2 separate regions of the Mus musculus genome follow, and region 2 is linked to region 1. Evidence: chromatin contacts called from public promoter capture Hi-C data. All regions are on one chromosome and are shown on one strand. The core of a region is the stretch at or near the end of the contact, and the rest is flanking DNA. Distances in the headings are between cores, read along the strand shown. Region 1 overlaps Sh3glb1 (SH3-domain GRB2-like B1 (endophilin)). Region 2 holds the start of 2410004B18Rik (RIKEN cDNA 2410004B18 gene).

The links. Promoter capture Hi-C pulls out the DNA fragments that hold promoters and counts their contacts.
Region 2: a contact with region 1 is called in a promoter capture Hi-C map of liver, with 4 times the contacts expected there. The contact joins the promoter of 2410004B18Rik here to the enhancer-like site in region 1. A contact is called at or near these places in 2 of 39 promoter capture datasets (hippocampal neurons and liver) and 6 of 115 datasets of contacts at active chromatin or transcription factors (acute myeloid leukemia, astrocytes, bone marrow-derived dendritic cells and 3 more).

What each region holds. Positions count from the first base shown.
Region 1 is chr3:144,695,873-144,699,795 of GRCm38.p6, reverse strand. It overlaps Sh3glb1 (SH3-domain GRB2-like B1 (endophilin)), which reads left to right. Exons shown (of 9, transcript NM_019464.3): 6 at 2,329-2,418; 7 at 2,842-2,942. Among named protein-coding and RNA genes, the nearest start is that of Sh3glb1, 23 kb to the left of the region's middle. Within about 2 kb of position 1,630, at least 60 of the 459 cell types and tissues checked have an H3K27ac peak or open chromatin away from gene starts, as enhancers often do. A contact at or near this core is called in bone marrow-derived dendritic cells and liver, where this site is marked.
Region 2 is chr3:145,935,769-145,939,691 of GRCm38.p6, reverse strand. It overlaps 2410004B18Rik (RIKEN cDNA 2410004B18 gene), which reads right to left and starts at 1,678. Exons shown (of 3, transcript NM_025555.5): 1 at 1,364-1,678; 2 at 596-794. The coding sequence starts at 1,633.

The DNA of each region.
Region 1 (3,923 bases), core at 381-2,880:
GACACTAGATGAGCAGATGAGCACCGGCCTGGAGCCACTCATCACTGTGACCTGTGTTACAAACGTGGGAATTACGGAATTATCGAGTGTGCTACTAACAGCAGTTCCGTACAGCACTAGAATTAGGCCAACATGAGGAGTCCTAGACAAGAGCTAAGCAAGTGCTATTCATACAGTGCCTTCCTAGAAGACAGGTGAAGTACTTGAGTTATTTATTGATAGTTATTTTTCAATGATATCTTAAATGTAAAGATAATAAATATTGTGGCCCCTTGTCTTCAGAGACCTGGGTTCGAGGAAACTAATGGTGGTCTCTTGAGCACCAAACTGACTTTTTCTGTCACTTTTGTAGGAATAGCCATAAAATGTGTAGTTTAAGGCTGTATATATACAGCATAGCAAATATTTTATTTATAGTTAACTTCATAACTACAGATATCCATCATTATACTATGTGACAATTGGGTCTTTTAATTTTCGTCCTTCCCTTTAGTGTAATACTGTTGCTTGTAAAAGTGTCTCTCTGCCTGTGGTCAGCTGTCCTTCTGCCTGTGGTCAGCTGTCCCTCTGCCTGTGGTCAGCTGTCCTTCTGCCTCTGTTACTGTCTTTTACTTTCTCTTGGCTGGGAAATCAAGTTATAACTCAATAATTTAAAGAAGAAAATGATAGTAGTGTAGATTGACTTGGAATGTTATTGGGGTCTTCAGACATTTGTCATGGGCTCCCCCCATTTACTTGCAGGCCTACCAAAGTCTGCATTCCAAACGAGGGTGTTAGCAAAGAGGACACGTGGGAACTGTGGCCTCAGACACTTAGATAGCTTGATAAGCCTTACTGGTATCACGTATAAAACTACAGACTCTACAGTGTGTTCCAGGCATCGTTTCTAGAACTATTGGCTGTGTGGTTTGTCAGTACAATAACTGTGGTCCACCCTGGCTCCTCATTGTTTTTGAACCTCTGACATGAAAAGAAGGCAAAACAATGTGTGAGAGAATATAAGCTGAACCATAAAAGCAAGATAAAAATACCATGGCCAAAAGCAACGTGAAGTAGAAAGTTAACATTGGCTTGGGGTTCTAGAGGGAGAGTCTGTCATAGCAGGGAAGACATGACATGGCAACAGGAGCAGGAAGCCAGCTGGTCACATTTCCATCTGTCATAGGAAGCAGAGAGAGAGAGCAGAAGGGTTAAGGTTAGGGTTAGGGTCTTGGATAGGATCCTAGAGCAACTGATCCTGTACTCGATTGTTAACTGGTTCATGGGCCACTTCTGTTACAAGGATCACCAAGGTAAAGACGGCTATGGAAGGAGACGGTCTGACCTTGCCTTATGACATGTGGGAATGGTGTTGATTGTCTGCGTATGATTGATTATTTATGGTAGAATCTGTCACCTGCAGTCATTTCCAGTTGTGGGATTAATCTCTGAAGATTTATTTTTTTCCTCCTCACTTTACTACGAACTACTTCTAACCACTTTGGATCTGTAATGCCAGTATTTAGGATATTTAGATATTGTTGCTTTCTCTGTGAACTGTTTTGTTCCAGCACTAAACAGAAGTCAGTACTACTTCTCATTTCCAAAGTCAGCAACTTCATCTTGGGAACTGGAGAAAAGCCCCAGTGAGGGTATTTATATCACGTAGATCAGGAGGTTAGAGCACTTCCTTTTTCCTTTGAAAAGAAAAGGGTGTACTCAAGACCAACTCTAACTGGCAGAAAAACTCCAATCTTAATGATGCTAATGACTGAACCCTATTATGCATAACTTAGGGAGAAATCGTAAAAGAAAGTTAGGGTATAGGACCAAGAATCCCATGAAGGAAGCCAAGAGCCTGTCTTAGTAACAAGTGTTGAGTAACGAAACACAGAGGTGGGAAGCCTGTGGCTTTACTCTTTAACCTTCTATTTGAACTTGAAGACTACTGTTAAAGTGCCAAAGAAAAGCACACAGTAATAATTTGGAGTTTTAAACATAATACTGCTTTATACTTATAAAATGTGGTACTCTTATGATTTTGTAAAATACTCAATTCAGCAAAATACTAGAAAAGGTACAAAGATATCTTGACAGTCATAATGTGTCCAACTAATGCTTTGGCATGGGTCGAGTGCTGATAAAGGATGGGTTGTGTCAGTTGTGTTTGGTGACACAGGTAGGTCTAGAAACTCAAAAACAGTTAAGACATACACAAAAGAGTTGGTGTATCATCAGACTCTAATTTGGAGTATATTGGGAATTTCTTTCTTTTCTTTTTTTCATTTTGGTATATGTAAAGTGGACTGAGTCTTCTATTGAGAGCCTAACAGTATGTTATAATTTCAGTCTGAACAGGAATTGAGAATAACTCAAAGTGAATTTGATCGTCAGGCAGAGATTACCCGACTCCTGCTTGAGGGAATCAGCAGTACACACGTGAGTGTTACATCATTGCCCCAAAAAAAAAAAAAAAAAAAAAAAAAAAAAAAAAACGCTGAGACAACCCCAGGCAGCTAAGGAGGAGCATGTGCAGGCGAGAGCTTCCTGTGGCATTTACCTCTCAAGGAAAGCTGAAGAGAGTTTACAAGGATCTGAAGAAATGTGTTCATTTTCTCTCACATCTCACCACACATTTTACACATTGCATAAATTTTCCTGCTGGTTTCTATTGGCTAAACAAAGTTTGTCAACATATTGTTCACCAGTAATTCATCTTAGTAAGTCTGATAGGAGTACCCCAGTAATAAGCTTTACAGTAGGTTGCCACCGCTGATTCTCCCTTGTGACAGTGTTAGCCTTTGTTCCCCTTGGCTTGTAGCACTTGAACTTCTGAGAATGACCGTAACTTTTCCATTGCAGGCCCATCATCTCCGCTGTCTGAATGACTTTGTAGAAGCCCAGATGACTTACTATGCACAGTGTTACCAGTATATGCTAGACCTACAGAAGCAACTGGGAAGGTAGTGTCTCCCTTTCTATGTGAAAGTCATGATAGGGGGAATAGGCTCAGTGGGGAGCACTGGCTGGGCACACACCGCAGCATGGATCTGTTACTGCAACACCAAGCTGGGAAGCGAAGCAAGAGAGTCCACTTCCCAGGCCAGCCAGCAGGGTCAGGAGGGAGGGCAGCGGGAAGTGGACTGAATGAAGCAAGCATGACACCTGTTGTACTAAAACTCTACTCTGCTCACTAACAACAACAACAAAAGACATCATTTGTTTAAGTCCTGATGAAAGACGGTCAAATTTTTTTTATATGTGAGGGCTGGTGACATGGCTCAGTGTGTAAAGGCTCTTGCTACCAAGCCTAATGACCTGAGTTCAATTCCCAGGACCCACTTGGAAAAGGAGAGAACTCCTAAAAGGTATCCTCTGAGCTCCACATGACCTCTACATGCCCACCACATGCCCACCATGGCACATACACACATACCACAGAAAATAAATGAAATTTAATTTTAAATATTTAAGTTTTTTATGTATAATCCAACAGCAGGAATGAAATTTTCTAGAACAGTTAAAGATTCTGTTAGCTTGCATACAGTTGCCTTTTTTGTTATTATCAGACTTCTGAGGTAACATCTTTAGCATTTCTAGCACAAAATGATGTTACCTGAAAAAGATACTGAGGCTTAACCTCTCTCTTACTACTGAATACTTTTGCTGTTTGTTGAGGAAGATAGACATGGCTACATTAACACTTTATTCTTAAAGGTAAGTTAATTCATGTTTGTTAATTTTGGAATAGTCCGAAGACCCCACGCCCCTTACATAATTATTTTGAATATGGTAATATACTTTAAAGCAAAATGATATATAAAGCACATAACTGAATCATTTAACTATTAAATATTTATAGAATCCCTGCCTTAGGTCGCAAATGTATTCTGGACTTACATCAGCAAACAAGCCAGGGTACTTGCCTTGGGGAAGCTTATATG
Region 2 (3,923 bases), core at 429-2,928, 1.2 Mb before region 1:
ACAGTTGGAGACAGAGATTTGCAGGAAGAGATTACTGCAGCAGTCTAGGCACGACAGAAACGAGATTACCAACAAGGCAAGGAAATCAAACCACTCCAGGCCTGCTCCTACACAGCTGCTTCACGCTGCAACCCTGATTAGCTGAAGCACTGCTGTCTCAACAGAAGCGAAGCCTTCAGTGGGTCACAAATGCAGGACAAGGACCCGCGAGCGAGTTCACACCCGCCGCTCTAATAAGGCATCATACCCAGAGACCTCTGAGACTACTTTCAGGCAGAATCCTTACAAACGGAGCGGAAACGTGGGTTGCTGGCACACACCTTCAGTCCTAGCACTGAGATACTGAGGCACAGACAGGCTGGGCTGGCCTCACTCAAGAGACTGGTCTACATAATGAGTTCCGAGAACATTCAGGTTACATAGACCTTGTCTCCCCCCAAAACAAAACAAAAAACCCGAACGATCGAAAGACCGTTAGCATCCAAAGACAATTTCTGGGCAAGCCTTCCAACTCACTAGGCTGTAAACCTTGTCCGGAAGGATTTTCTTCTTTCTGAGTGCTGAAATCTTAAACAACAACACTCCTCTCTCTTACCTGATTCCACTGTCTCCTCCCCTTCAGGCAGAAGCCTGGCTTTCTTGGCGTTCTGTGGGGCATCGTCTCCATTGTCTTCATAGATATTCGACCATTTGATCGCCATGTCCAGCTCTGGCGGCGGCGGCTTCTTCTCAGTAGTGTAGGTCTCTGGGGGCGGCACGCAGTTGGACTTCCAGATCTTGAACTCCTTTGGAGGCTGTCGAGTAAGCACATTAAGAAACCCTGTGACGAACCGAGGTTCCCGCGATGGATACGAGCGCATGCACCTCCCTGCTCATCATTCTGGCTGACTTTCCTCTTTCTTTCTTTTTTAAAATCCTTTAGGCTTAAAAGACACTTTTTTTTTTCCATCAACATCACAACACTGTTAGGTGAAAAAGTCAAAGGGTTCCCTGGATAAATAAAGCTAATAACTTTTAGTTACCAAAGGAGGATGCAGTCCCAGATACTACGGCCAGGCTGACCCCTTCAGGAGGCTGCAGCAGAGACGCTGTCTTGGAGGCAGCAGCGCAGGCACTTCGGCGTCAAAGGGAAGGGGTCTCGGGGAGAAGCTGCAGCGGGGGGCGGGGAGTCACCACCGTTAGTCGTCGCCCGGCTGGGACCCCCGAGCGCGGAGGGGCGGGCCCGGGCTGACACCCCCCGGGCTCCCGGGGCCGTGGGGACGCGCGGCGCGGCGCGGGCTGAGTGCGAGCCGGGGGTGGGCGAGCGGGCGGAGGGGCAAGCGGGCGTCGGGCCCCGGGGCGGCCGCGGGGCCGGGGATCTCACCTCCTCCGGCGCTTTCACCACATGCCGCTCCCAGTCGATCTGCTTGTTGAGCGGGTTGTAGAGGAAGGCCGGGCGGGTCACGCTGCGGAACAGCTCGTCCGGGCCGGGCAGCCGCTTCTCCGCCTGCTTCCCGCGGCCGCCCGTCGTCGGAGCCGAGGCCGCCTCCTTGCGACCCGCGTCTTCCGGCTCGCTGTTCTCATCCGACGAGTCGGAGCTGCTGCTCCCGTAAGCCGCGAAGTAGCTCAACGGGTCCTTCTCTTCGGCTGCCATGACGGCCGCGGGTTCCCACCCTCTCTCGGCCGGAAGCCGGAAGCCGGAAGCCACGGCTGATCCCGCCCCCCAGGCTGGCGAGTTATCCATTTGCGCCCCCTAGCGGCGGAGCCGCGCTCCTACTCATGGGCGGAGATTGGAAGGATGCTGGAGGCGGGGATTCCACAGCCCTCAAGCAAGTTATTTATTTGTTTTTTCTTAAGGATCTCTGGGAAAAAGCAGCGGGAGCCTTAGGATACCCGGAGGGAAATCAGTGGCCACAGTCACACTCTGGGCTTGTAATTTAAAGCAGAGAAAAACCAAACATGCATACCTATAATCCTAGGCAAATTTGAGGGCCAGCGAGGTGCATGTAAGTCCTTTCTTAACAGCTAATACAGTGCAGGAGACGTTGTCTACCAAACAGTAAGAACAAGCAAGCAGGGGGTGGGGGCGCACACTTCTAACCCCAGCACTTGAGAAGATGAGACCGGAGTATTGCCACAAACTAGAGGTCAATGGTGAAATTTTACAGCCCCCCACCCCAAGTTGGTACCATTGTAAATATTTAGATCCCAGTTAAAAATGCCTGGTCAGAGGTGACATAGTCATTAATAACTTGCCATTTGGTCTGATTCTTATCTGCTAAATTCTACAGAAAAATACGAAGTCTGGTAATGGAACGGGCTAGACTGCCTTGTTCAGGTTTATATTCCTAGTATTTATTTTGGTGACCGTCCCTGGAGTACATCAAGGAATATTGCTGGGTTGTAATTTCTGAGATAATAGGTCTGAGTGTTTCTAGAAAAACTTCCTTCCGTCCAAGTACCTAGACTTGACAGAGATACAATTGTTCCCAAAGTACAAAGTCCTGGGTTACCCAAATCATCCTCAGATCTGACATCATTAGCAAATTCAGGGTCCCCTCACGCACCCTCCAGCCTGGTAATGTGACAAAATTGTAGAACCCGCTGAAAGCTGAGTAACCACGTGTATATAGCTACAGTTTACTGCAGCAAATATAGCATAAGTCCAACCAAGGGAAGATGGGCGAGGAGCGGTCCAGAGGAGTCCTCATTCAGAGCTTCCGGTTACCCTCCGGAAACATGAACCAAATCAGTGCAGCTCAGGAGGCAGAGCTCGCTGCCTGGTACTGGGTTCCAGTACCAGCACCCATATAAACTGGGCATGGTGGTGTGTATTTGTAATCTCAGCGCGTGGTGGAAATGGGGTGAATGTACAAGGCTCCGACACCCGTGGCCGTGCTTGTTTATATAATGAGTTTGGGGAAAAACCATAGGGAAGGTACATGGACAAGTGAAACCCCAGGATGTCCAGGAAACTTTAGAGTAGCATCAAGATGCTGGGCTGGCAGAAGGCTCTTAGATGGGGTAAAGAATCTCTAGCATTAAAAATTTAAACTTGAGAGCTGGAGAGATGGCTCAGGGGTTAAGAGCACTGACTGCTCTTCCAGAGGTCCTGAGTTCAATTCCCAGCAACCACATGGTGGCTCACAACCATCTGCAATGGGATCTGATACCCTCCTCTGGTGTCTGAAGACAGCTACATTATACTCATCTACATAAAATAAATATTTTTTTTCGAGACAGGGTTTCTCTGTGCAGTCCTGGCTGTCCTGGAACTCACTCTGTAGACCAGGCTGGCTTCGAACTCAGCAATCCACCTGCCTCTGCCTCCCAAGTGCTGGGTTTAAAGGTGTGTGTCACTACTGCCTGGCTTAAAATAAATAAATCTTAAAAAGAAAACAAAAAGAATATTTGGCAAGAAATAGCAATGGGTTCCTAAAAACTAAAGTAACAAAAATTTTTTATTTTTTACAAAAGCTAAACTCGAGAGAGAATAAGGAAGGGTAAGAGAGGAGACTGGAGACTGCAGAGTAGGTACAGAAAGGGGACCACAGGGAGAAGGGCACAGCATGAGCCAAGTGGCAGGTTGTCGGCAAGTGTCAGGTTAAGTCAGATGAACTAGCGGGAGACTGCCCTAGGAAAAGGCCTAAGCTTTAAGCTATATTAGAAGTCTCATGTCCTTATTTATACTATTGGTGGATCTGAGAAAGTCCCACTATAAAAGATGTAAGCTGTCTACAATGGACCTGTATTAATTATTAATAAAGGGCAGATTAACTAAAGGTAACATGGGCTGGGATAAACTGGTTGGTTGTCTGTAGTGATGGGACTTAAATAAAAGTTCTGACCTTGAAAAGAAAATTAAACTCAAAAAGTTTCATCAAGGGCTACAAGGTGGCTCAGTAAGGTGCCTACTGCACACACAGGACTCCCCTGTGAGTGTG